4 separate regions of the Mus musculus genome follow, and regions 2, 3 and 4 are each linked to region 1. Evidence: chromatin contacts called from public Hi-C data. All regions are on one chromosome and are shown on one strand. Each heading gives the region's core, a stretch centred on a gene start, on an enhancer-like site or on the middle of the called end of the contact. The rest is flanking DNA. Distances are from core to core; before and after follow the strand shown.

The links. A called contact is a pair of places that touch in the nucleus more often than the background predicts.
Region 2: a contact with region 1 is called in a Hi-C map of liver, with 3 times the contacts expected there. The contact joins two enhancer-like sites. A contact is called at or near these places in 1 of 484 Hi-C or Micro-C datasets (liver) and 2 of 115 datasets of contacts at active chromatin or transcription factors (embryonic basal ganglia and kidney).
Region 3: a Hi-C map of liver shows a contact between it and region 1, with 2.9 times the contacts expected there. The contact joins two enhancer-like sites. A contact is called at or near these places in 2 of 484 Hi-C or Micro-C datasets (liver and nephron progenitors).
Region 4: a Hi-C map of liver shows a contact between it and region 1, with 4 times the contacts expected there. The contact joins two enhancer-like sites. A contact is called at or near these places in 3 of 484 Hi-C or Micro-C datasets (all in liver), 1 of 115 datasets of contacts at active chromatin or transcription factors (fibro-adipogenic progenitors) and 1 of 9 other capture datasets (adipose tissue).

The regions. Positions count from the first base shown.
Region 1 is chr9:68,824,673-68,827,626 of GRCm38.p6, forward strand. The region is part of intron 1 of Rora (RAR-related orphan receptor alpha); the gene reads left to right. Gm31262 (a long non-coding RNA gene) reads left to right here. Exons shown (of 2, transcript XR_379583.4): 1 at 1-2,954. Among named protein-coding and RNA genes, the nearest start is that of Gm31262, 2.8 kb to the left of the region's middle. Within about 2 kb of position 1,394, at least 23 of the 459 cell types and tissues checked have an H3K27ac peak or open chromatin away from gene starts, as enhancers often do. A contact at or near this core is called in liver, where this site is marked.
Region 2 is chr9:69,331,183-69,334,136 of GRCm38.p6, forward strand. The region is part of intron 2 of Rora (RAR-related orphan receptor alpha); the gene reads left to right. Among named protein-coding and RNA genes, the nearest start is that of Gm46153, 27 kb to the left of the region's middle. Within about 2 kb of position 1,584, at least 17 of the 459 cell types and tissues checked have an H3K27ac peak or open chromatin away from gene starts, as enhancers often do. A contact at or near this core is called in liver, where this site is marked.
Region 3 is chr9:69,228,561-69,231,514 of GRCm38.p6, forward strand. All of the region lies in intron 2 of Rora (RAR-related orphan receptor alpha), which reads left to right. Among named protein-coding and RNA genes, the nearest start is that of Gm46153, 76 kb to the right of the region's middle. Within about 2 kb of position 1,576, at least 7 of the 459 cell types and tissues checked have an H3K27ac peak or open chromatin away from gene starts, as enhancers often do. A contact at or near this core is called in liver, where this site is marked.
Region 4 is chr9:69,180,129-69,183,082 of GRCm38.p6, forward strand. All of the region lies in intron 1 of Rora (RAR-related orphan receptor alpha), which reads left to right. Among named protein-coding and RNA genes, the nearest start is that of Gm46153, 120 kb to the right of the region's middle. Within about 2 kb of position 1,538, at least 24 of the 459 cell types and tissues checked have an H3K27ac peak or open chromatin away from gene starts, as enhancers often do. A contact at or near this core is called in liver, where this site is marked.

The DNA of each region.
Region 1 (2,954 bases), core at 144-2,643:
GGAGGTGTAGACAGGTAGATTTCTGCGATTCACTAATTAGATAGTTTGCCTGGTGAGTTCCAGGCTAATGAGAGACCCTGTCTAAAAGTAAAAGTGGAGGCTTCATGAGGAGTGATTTCCAGAGATCCTGTCTTGTTACACACACACACACTTACCCATATATACACACTCATACACACATACCCAAACACCCATACACACACCCATACACATACCCATACACACACAAACACCCATATACCCGTACCCATACCTATACACACACCCAACACACACATACACCCCCCCCCCACACACACACACCTGACACATAAGCTACTTGACGGTTCCAGCCTAGCACTGGTGTCCATTCTTAATGCGTTCATTTTCTAGCTTCTTATTTTCTCCATTAGTTTTATTTTAAACCTAACTTTTTTTTTTTTTCATTTAAATGAACTGAAAACTAACGGCTCCATGTGGTGGGTTTGTTTCTTCCAAGGAGCAGGGGTTTCCAAGGTGGTGTGTTTAATGAAAATCTACTTCAATAGCAGCAGTTACCTTGAACAAACAGGAACTGCAGCCTCCTGTGAAGGAATCTCACCTGTCAGGAGACATTAATCAGCCTGTGAGGAGTGGAGGCTAGGCGCTGTGGTTAATTATTTAAAACTAGTTTCCTCTGAAAACATTTCTCAGACCATGCTGGCTGCTTTTGTTACGTATGGACATCGGCAGTGACAGTTTGTGCTTTTGCTGAGGTGGTTCTAAAAATACAGGAGAGGAATGTGGGTATATGATCAAAGTTCAGGGGCATTGTGATTTTTCTGCCTGTAGGTTTTGTGGAAAACAGTTGCTTGGAAAATTCAGATGAAGGTGTGTGTGTGTGTGTGTGTGTGTGTGTGTGTGTAGACATGGATCTACATGGATATAAGAGTGTGACCCCTTGGCATGCATTTGTGAAGGGCAGAAGTCAAAGTGAGGTATTTTTCTCAATAGATTTCCACCTTGTGTTTTGGGATGGGGTCTCTCACAGAATTTGAAGCTTATGGATTCAGCTAGACTGGGCAGCCAGTGAGCTCCAGGGATCTGTCTGCTTCCCCTCCCCCTGCCCACCAGCAGTATGGTTATCAACCCATGTCACCATACTTGACAGTTCTATTTGGTTGCTGCCAATCCAAACTCAGGTTCTGATAGTTTTGCAGCAAAGAATGTGACCAATTCAGCCATCTCTAAGGCTTCCAGGTGAACCTTTTGAGACGCCTTGTTCTTTCTGTGGTTGAGTTTATATAGTGGATCTAAACTGGGCCCGGGATCCAAGCTCAACACTGGGAACACCTTGACTAGCCAACCTCTGCAAGGTGTGGCCAGTTTGCTGGCAAGGCAAGCAAGCATGGCCAGTGTGTTTACTTTGGAAGGATTGATTTTCTGCTACACAGGCAAGGTGCTCTGTAAATATTAGCCATGGAAGGAATACCAGTCCTCACACTGGCCCTGGTCACTTAGTAAAGCCCTGCACATTTACCTCATAAACTACTGAGACGAAAGGAGCTCATGAGAACTGACCCTCAAACCACACTGATGTCAAAGTTCCCTAGAGAAAGGGTGGATTCAAACTCCCAGTTCAGAAGCAACTGAAGGAGATGGTCAGGCAGTATTGTTAGCCATTTTACACACTAGACAGTCACTCTACCATTAAAGCATTCACCCTAGCCCTCTGGTTGTCTGTTTTCTGTCTTTGATACTAAGTTGTGCAGGCTGGTCTTGAACTTCAGACCCATCTACCTCAGCCTCTGGAGAAGGTAGGATGACGCAACTGCTTTCGATGTGCCTGGCTGGGTTGTGAGCTCCAAGCCTGACCCTTACCCTTCTCATTGCCCCCCCACCCCGGTCTCCAACTCTCTAAGAGAAGACATCAGATCTGCTTGCTTCTTAGGATGATGCCTGGCGTCTGTGCTAATGCACGTTGCTGTGCATCTGGGAGAACCCTTGTGTGGAAAACAGGAGCTCTTAGCAAAAATCTTCCCTCCGTGCCCTTTTCTCTTCTCAAACATAGCCTGGGCAAGTATAAGAGCGGCCACTGAGGATGAAGATGCTGATGGCCTCTAACCACCGGCCTCTGCAGGTCTCCCTCCCATCTTCATCCTCAGTCTAAATTCTTGAGACAAAGTACAGTTTTCCAATCCTACCCTCCCCCCCCCCAACCAGCAGCTTTGGGATAAAAACGAAATGGGGTCTACTTGATTTTGAAAAGTTTCCATTTAAAGAAAAGGACAGATTCAGCTTTGCTGAAAATGACCGAAATAAAATGTCTCCGACTCTGCTTTTCACAAGGACTGAATTTTTCTAAAGGAAACCATCCCTAAGAAAATGCCACAACACATATATTCCGCTAAAGGAACAATTGCTAAGGGGACAAATGAAGTCTAAGTCGCCTTCATTCTACTGGCAACAAAAATAACTGTCAGCTGTGTTGTCTGTCTGTGGCTCCTTTGCAAAGAAAGAAGAATTTGGTTTTCAGGAGACGTTATGGAAGACTGTGTGTGCATCCCTGGCTTTGAGGCTGACGCTCTGCCTCTTTCTTGGGTCTCTGATTTTTCCTGGGTACCAGGTCCACAGCCAAAGGTGACCAAAACATCATGAGAGTTGTCACTGAATCACGCATGAGTGAACCATCAGAGCCACATGGTGGCTATACAGAGCTGCACATGGCTTTCCCCCTGAGCTTCTTCCACACTGGAGGGGTTACCTGGGCTAGGCCTAATTATATCTGAATGGGTTGGGGTGGGAGAAGAGAATCTAGAGTCTGTAGTCAGCATGAATCACTAGGTCACTATCCAGCCTCACGGGGAGGAGAACCAAAGCCAGATTTTTGTATTAAAAAAAATGTTTTTGCAGCTGACAGCTGTATGTGAACAGTGAGAGTTCTTTGCAGTGAACATCTTAAAATATGGGAATCAAGATTATTGGTTTTGGGTGGA
Region 2 (2,954 bases), core at 334-2,833, 510 kb after region 1:
TGGAAGAAGGAAAAATAGCATGCATGTTCTCTCTGTATGTGTTTGTCTCTATGTCTTTCTGTCCCCCGCCCCCTCTGTGTGTGTGTGCGCGCGCGCGTGTGTGTGTGTGTATCTGTGTGTGTGTGTGTGTATCTCTCTGTGTGTGTGTGTGTGTGTGTGTGTGTGTGTGTGTGTGTGTATGTGTGTGTGTGTGTGTACTTATAATGAATTGCTCTGAGTCTCTGGAGAAGTGCTAGCACAGGACCCCGCAAGCCAGCAAGTGGAAAGTTGAGGTCTCAGCTGGGAGATGACTGTAGCTCCCATGGAGACAGTGTCTTCGCATGGCTGACATTAATGACAGCCCAATGCTATGCCCTCGTGAAGGGTTTTCATTTCAGAAGAACATCAAAACCACTGAGTCCTTTCAAGTCATCTTCTTTTACTGCGAAACCAGAAACCCTGCCGACGTCTGCTTGTCCTAATAACCTATGTCCCCGGCTGCAGGCTGTAGAAACTGGCTGTCATATAATTTTCTAATTTGTGTGTAGGTAGTTTCAGCAAACAAGTTGGTTTATTTCAGGGCATAACATCAGAAAGTGTCTTTTAATCAGTGGCACTGGGTAACAAAATCAGAATTTCCACCAAGTCCGCCCTCATTGAACAGTATTGTCAGGAGGGAAAAAAAATATGACGCAGGGTCTCATTCTAAGTTTTGGATGTTATTAGGAGACAGGGCTGATTGTATTTTAACAAATGTACCAGGAAGCATCCCTTCCCATGAACTTTGTCCCTTCAAACCAGTCAATCAGCTAGGACAGCCAAACATCTGTGCCAACAATGTCAGCATTGCCAAAACATTTGTGAGCAATCCTTTCTGGAGTTGCCTCCACCTCCTGCAATGTCTCGGTCTTTTCTTCATAGTGGCTGTGCTCCTTCTGCAAAAGGACATGATGGTCTAGAACACCCAGTCATTAATGCCCTGGAAAAATTAACATCAACCACCAAAAAAGTCCCAGGCTCCTTTCCTTTCCAGGGGTGGGGAGGGAGGGCCAGAAAGGAGCCAGCAATGTCCTTCTCCTCTGGTCGGCACTCAGCATTTACAAAAGAAAGATTTCGAAGTGTTCTGTGATGTCAGCATGAGTGTATTAAAGACCAGTCCTCATTTTGGTGTGGAAGACAGTGCCAGTGATCTCTGTGGAAGAGAATAGGGACCCCTCATTTTCTTCTTCCAGAAAATCAAGGGAGTGGATGATGAAGGTGTTCATAGGTGGCTCGCCTGCCTGCTGTAACCTAGGGGCATCTATAGCCATGAGATTCTTGTTAGCCTTCCAGGTTCCCTGTTCTGCATCCCACACATGTTAGAGTGTGTCAGAATCATTGCTCTCCTAACACTGTCCAGCGGACTCAAGGAGACAGAGAGAGGAACTCCTGCCCAGAATGACCTGGAATGGTGACTCTCAGTGACATAAACTTATCTCAGGAGGGTTCTCACTTCACCTGCCATTCCAAAAATCCCCAAAGTGAAACATTTGCTCACAGGGGAGCTTGGGACTGTCACTGTAGTCATGCTGAGCTGTTTCCAGGATGGGCCAAGCTGCGTTACACAACCATGGGGTCAGAAGAAGGATGTACCGGGTGGTGGGGGTTTGGAAAGCTCAGCCATAACTGATATGGAGGTTCTGTCGAACCGTCATGGCTCTACCCCTCCTTACATGTAGATGGGCCATCTAAAGCTACATGCCTTTGAGCCGAGTATGGTAGCCCATGCCTGAAATCCTAGCACTTGGGAAGCGGAGGCTAGAAGATCAGGAGGTCAGGACCTCTCTTCGATTCATAGAGTTCAAGGTGAGGCAGAGGCACAACGAGACCTTGTCTTTAGAAACTGAGCAGTGGAGGCGGGGGCGGGGCAAGGCCAAGGGGAGGAATCCTTTTTTATGGTGTAAAAGATGCCACTGAAAGTATTCACAAGAACTATACTATTTTCCATCGCTCTGCCTTTTTTCTAGGGATATTTTTGAGCTTGCTTGCAGAAAAGGAAAAATGGCCACATTTGGACTGGGACAAATGACAGTGTGCCTGGAAAAGTCCTTCTTGGGGCTGCCACTTGTGAGCTCAAACCCTAAGGCCCACTGGCCATTTCGACACACGGTTAAAGAATTTGTGACTAATCTCCCCCAGTTTAGCAGCTGTTTTCTCGGTAGACACAACCCACATTAATTCAAATGACACTTGATTCCAATTCATCCACTAGTTAATAACTCCCTGGCTTGTGGACTGTGTTAAGCGAGCCCTGGAGTCCTTGCTCCACATTTTTGTCATTGTTACTATTTCAATTGAACGTGGGCTGTGGTGTCCTAACAGTGACAGAGATGGCAGCTACCTGTCAGGTTAGCAGATAGCTTAGGAGCTCTGCTGTGTGATGTCAAGGGTCCCACAAACCTTTGACCCAGTTATTCAGGTTAGCCTAAGGCAAACTGCTCACCACCATCAAGAAGAAGAAAAAATGGTTTTCCCCATCTCAGCTGCTGCCTTTAGGTCCCTTTATAAGCTACTGGGATGGTCCATTGTAACAACCCCACATTTGAAGTCATTGCTGTGAGTCTCCCTCCCTCCACACCTTCAGAAGCATAGGGTGTTTGGCCCTGGGCCTTGGTTCGAGAGTCATTCTCAGAGAATATTTGTAACTGGGCTGGAGCTGGAGCCCCGTCGGCACAATGCCTGCCTGACATGCATGAAGAGCCAGGTGTAATCTCAGGCATGATGGCATATGTAACCACACTGTGCAGGAGGTGCAGTTAGACGTCAGGGACCAAGAGTTCAAAGGCATCCTCTGCTATAGAGCAAGTTTGAAGCCAGCCTAGGCTAACTGAGACCCTGAGGAGGTAGGGGAGGTGCACTGATAAATTAATTAGCAGTGTGCAAATTTGAAAAAGCCAATGAGAAGGAACGAGAAGAACAAAAGCTTTGCTCTGAAA
Region 3 (2,954 bases), core at 326-2,825, 400 kb after region 1:
GTTTACACAGGGCACACAAAAGATCAGTTACCATGCTTTCCCATAATTAAAAAATATGAACTTAAGCCCAATATTTTGCTAGCCAGATTTGCAAAGAAAATGATCTATGTACACCAAAGGCTTGAATTTCCCTGCCAAGCCTGGTGACCTGACTTGGATCTCTAAGACCCACATCACGGGAGGAATTCTGAAAGTTGTCCTCTAATTACCACACAAATACCTATTGTGGTGTGTATACATGCACACGTGCACGCGCGCGCACACACACACTAAATTAATCTAAAAAAGAAATCATAAAAATTAAGAACAAAATGAAGTTAAGAAATGATATAATCTAAGCATCTCTACTAAGCCCAAAGCCCAAAACCTCTGGAGCACAGCCTGCCACATCTAGAATGTTCTACACCTGACCTCATTGAGATAGAAAGGCAGGCACATTTTAAAAATTGCTGTATAGAATTACCTATTTATAAGTATATGCAAATATGCCCAAAATATCAGAAATCCTGCACACTCCTGATTGCCTGCATTTCAGATAAAGCCTCCGCAGCCTGAGATGAAGGCTCCTCTGACCCCCGTCAAAGTTCACAGTGAGTTCTACTGAGGCCAGGAGGCCTGAATGTTTTCACGTGTTTAAAGCGGAGTGGAAGGAACTAGGGGCAGGGGCAAGGACAGGAGGCTCCTTGGAGTGGTGCTGGCCAGCTGAATCACTGAGCTCCCGGCTCAGTGAAAGACTCCATCTCAAACGTATGGTGGTAAGTGACGGAGAAAGGCACCCAGTGTCAGCTTCTGGCCTCCATGTGCATGCTCACTCGTGGGCACGCACACTCAGATACTATTACACAAAAAGCAAGTGGAATGCACACGAAAGTTTTAATTTACCCAACCTCTATCAGGACTGTATTCAGAAGACACCCACATCCTCCCTTGTACACAAAGGAGACACTGGTCTGTTGTGCTAACTCCTCCCAGCATCTGCCTCCGGTAAAGTCATCCTCTCTGGTCTCTGTTCCCCATCCCCATTATATAAGACTCGGTGACTACACACCTCTCTCCACAGCCACCTGCCCTGGCAACCTGCAATACCTACCTCCCTCCTCCTCCTCCTCCTCTTCTTCCTCCTCCTCCTCCTCCCCTGATCCCTGAGGTCAACCCACCTGCCTCTGGAGTATGAGCCCACGGGTCCTGAGGACAGCTATGGTAGGCAGAAGCTGATGCTTTGGCTATGCCCAGTGAGGGTAGGCTTGAACACAGATAAGTCTCTATTTAAATAATGGGTGGCCTCCCCAGTGTGGACTCCCCTTTCGAAAACACCCCACGTGATGTTTTCAAGTACGTTTTGGACCTAATGCAATTTCTAAAGCCTTTCTCTTTCTGAAAAGTTTTGTTCCTTGGAAAAACCTCTGCGATCAAAACACAGACAGTACCACAGCAAGGATGAGAATTTGAAGGTTGTAGCTCCACCCACTGTTCTCACGTGATTTCCATTCTTGCCTTCTCACTCTTGCCTCACTCAGGACCATGGGCCCTTTGCTCGGTTTGTGCAATAACTGCTAGCAATGAACAGTTAGCAATGAATCTGCTAAGTGATTATGCCAAGGTTTGACCAAGGAAAAAGGGGCGGGATCCCCAAGTCCACACAGCGTTGCTGGCTTTACAACCAGGTGCACTCTCTCCTGGTTCAGGCCTCCAAGCTTGTGTGGCACCTCCTGAGTCTGAACCTGAGCATGTTTCGGGAGTGCAGAGACTAAAGGAAGAAGCTCACGAAGCAAATCTAAGCACAAAGGGACCATAGAGAAACGCCTAGGAAGCACAGAAATGGAGCCTAGAGTTAGTACAGTGTACATAGGAAGTTTAGCAGTCGTGGTCATGGAATGTACTAGAACTAATGGAACAACCACATGGCCTTCAAGGCCACACCACCCAAGTAAATTTTAAATGGAAATGGCTAATTTCACTTCTTGCTAGACTCTTCTTCTATCATAAATATTTCCTACCACCAGTTACCTGGTTCAAAAATGCATGTGGAAGAACATGCCTGCGTGGATGCTGTGATTTCTAGTCTTTGTCTCCTTCTCGGTCCTTAATTAAGTGCTGCTGCCACCCTGAGAAGCTAGTCATTACCACTGGGTGAGGAAACGGAGTCCCAGAGGAGCTATGTGACTTGCCCAAGCATACGAGCCAGACAGGCCAGGCAGGGTGAGGTTTTCCAGTTTCTGACACCCACACCCCATGCGCAATCCAGCCCTGTCACCGTGACTTTGGCGCAGGAAGTAAAGAAACAAACAAGCAGCAATTACATCGCTTTTTGTTTCCGGGGAGCAATGGATTCTTCCAAATCAATACCTAGACATGGGAAGAGAAACGTATTGTCACAGGTTATTGGAAGGGAGAAGGGAAGCTCAGGCTTAGCCGTTGCTCTTCCTGAAATAGCAAGCCACTCTTTAATCTCCCCTTGAGAACATGTCTGCTCAGATCTAATTCAACATGATTGTCATGGCTCTCTCTGGGCCCTGGGAATTCAAAGGTGACACCACGACCCCCATGTGTTAAAGATAAAAAACCCAAACAGGTGATAACGTATGACATGAATTATAATAGAAATGCCCATACACTGAGAAATATGGACGCTCAGAAGAGGAAAAATTGCCCTTCCAGAGGATTCAGCGAAAACTCCATGGACAAACTGACTGACCTCTTTGGTGGTGGTTGTTTTTGGCTTTCTGAGACCACTATGCAACCCAAGCTGGCCTAGGACTTGCATCAATCCTCCCGCTTCTGCATCTTGTGTACTGGGGATTATAGGTGTGTGCCACCAAAGCCACCATGCATAGCTATGATGACACTGAAACTGAGGATAAGCAGCAGTTTCCTCATTGGGAACAATGGAAAAGATCATCTGGTGAGTTACGATTTCAGCTTCCATCCCTGTCTTCCAACATCACCTTCTCCAG
Region 4 (2,954 bases), core at 288-2,787, 360 kb after region 1:
GGAGGCACTGTGCTGAGGGCTCTGTGGCTCTTCCCACTGTCTGTGTTTCTGACTTGCTAGAAAGGATGGTCACAAGCAGAGATACAATAGAGATACAATTCCTAATGCAGAACTCTACAGAAAGCGCCATGATGGTAGCGCCATGATAGTAGGCGTCGTTGCTAATTCACTGGAAGGGACATCTCCTCCTTTTCAGCCTGGCAGCTGCTTGTAAGTGAGAACAGATAGTCACCCCTAGAAACCGGGAGATCCCCACTTTTCTACTGGTACAAATCTTTTAGAAACCCAGGAACCAGTTTCCCATGCTGGTTCCCCACCCCAGAAGCAGGTCGGATTTACCTAGTCGTCTCAGGTTAAAGAGAGAGCTGGCTCGTGTTACATCAATTTAGTTCCAAACCCAGAGGAGTCCAGACTCAATCCCTGGGGAATAAAGCTGCCTCTCTGGTTCTATCCATTTTAGGACAACCAGGTCTTACCTTTGCCCTAGCTTCCCCTCACCATTTTCTTCCACAGCAGAAATAATGTGTTCCGTGGTCCTGGAACAACAGTTTGGTGCATGAATGATTGCCAGAGCACGTTCTAGAGTCTGGGCTCTGAGAATGTTCTGTGGCTCAGATGAGAGTCACAGACATCAGGTATTCAGTGAAGCCAGGCTATCATGTAGTATAAAAGGATGCATCTCACAGCTCTAAAAAAAAAAAAAAAGTCTAGGAATAAATAAGAGCCCATTAGGCTGCTTAAGGCAGGAGGAGCTGGGGCTGGGAGAAGGGTAGGCAGAAAAAAAGGACAGGAAAATGAGCAGAAATCTGAGAAATAGGCTGGAGAAGGCTCAATGAGTTGAATGCAAACATGGGGGCTTGGGTTTGATTGCAGCACTCACATAATGAAGCCAGGAGTGGGGCCATGGGCTGAGGAGGCAGACCCAGGAGGACCCCCAAGGTTCGACAGCCAGCCCTCTAGCTTCCTGGACTAATGCCCACTCTGTGAGAAACTGTCGTTAAAAGCTAGGCAAGGCCAGGGAGGTGGCTCGGTGAATAAGGACACTTGCCTGACAACCTGAGTTCAATCCTAAGGACCCACATAGTGGAAGGAGGGAACCAACTCCTGTAGGCTCTAACTTACACAGGATCACAACATGGCACAGACATGCACAAGAGGACTCACACACACACACACACACACACACACACACACACACACACACACACAGTAAGTAAAATTTAAAAGGCAGACAGTGTCCAAGGAATGACACTGTAGACTGATCCGTGGCTTCTACAAACACATGCACACACAGGAACACATACACAGTGCATGCACATACATGGAGAGAGAGAGAGAGAGAGAGAGAGAGAGAGAGAGAGAGAGAGAGAGAGAGAGAGGAGTGGGAGAAATCTGAGAATGTGCTGGCTTCCTGTTCTTAGCTGCTGGAATTACAGAGTTGTTATGTAATCCAAGCCAGCAGCTTGTGGGGATTTGGCTAATAGTTAACTTAATTTCTCAGGAATGTCCTTTTTTTTTTTTCCCTAAGCAGAAAGAAAGTAGAACTCTGGTCAATGAATCAAATGTTGGGAGGGCCAGCTGGGAGGACCTATTCCCACAGGACCCACCCAGTGCTTGATACTTTACTCTTTTTTTTTTTTTGATACTTTACTCTTTAGTTGCATACTGAGTGCAGGCTAAAAGAATTATTCCCATTAGGAGAGGACGACTCCTGGAGATAAAGGAGCCTTTTACTTTGAATGCCTCCATGAGAAGAAGTAGCAGTTGACAATTCCACCCATACAGTATCTTCCTGTCATTATAAAACTATAATAAAATGATGGCTCACAGTAAGGCTCTAAGACTCTACATAGTAAATAATAATAATAATATGAAGAAGGAGAAGAAGAAGAAGAAGAAGAAAAAGAAGAAGAAGAAGAAGAAAGAAGAAGAAGAAGAAGAAGAAGAAGAAGAAGAAGAAGAAGAAGAAGAAGAAGAAGAAGAAGAAGAAGAAGAAGAAAAAGGACTCATATCAGTGCCAAAGTGAAGGAATTCTTTGCAGCCCAGTGGCTCATCTGCAGTCCAGTGGTCCCAGAGGCCACACCTGTTATCTGGGGCTGGCTGGCTCTGTGGCTGAGACCCCTGGCTGAGTCTCACTTGCTCTGGTGAGTCACTTCTGCTTTCATTACTGGTGATAAAATTCTGAAAGTTTGCCTGCTCCTTCCCTGTCACTTTTCAAGCTGCATTCAAAGCGCCCTTTCGAACAGGACATGAAATATGGAGTGTTAAGGGGAATATTCAAAGTCAAGAGGAAGCTGACTTAGCCGGAATGTTCCATGTGTCTGGGTTCAAAGCTTCCAGCTTTACCAGTTATGGCCTCTGGGGTGACTTGTTTTTTAGGTTGTTACCTTGGAAACTGAGGCATGGGTTTCATCCATGTCAAGAGGGACAGTACCAACGTCATCACTCGAAGATTATTGGGAATACTTAGGTCATGTGGCAGCAGCTTTGGAACACAAGTAGGAAAATCGAGATGTTTGCAGGGGGCACTGTGGTCACACATTCCCCAGTGACAGGGACACATTCTGAAAATTGCATTTTGGATATCCCAACCCCCCCCCCCTTTGCGGTTTTATGCTTCTTTCACTGGGACATAACAAATTCCAGTACAAACTAAGCTATGTTCCTAAGACCTATCCTAGTTGACAAAGTCAAGATTTGAAAGACTAAGACCTCATTACAAACAAGAATTTAAAGAAGAGAGGATGAAATTATTTCCATAAATAAAGATAAAGGAATGTTTCTTTAAATGTGTGTGTGTGTGTGTGTGTGTGTGTGTGTGTGTTTGTGCACATGCATGTGTGTATATACCACAGCACATGTGCAGAGGTCAGAGGACAACTAGAGTTGGTTCTCTCTTACCATGAGGGTCCTGGGGATTGAACTCTCCTCTTCAGGCTTAGTTGCATGTACCT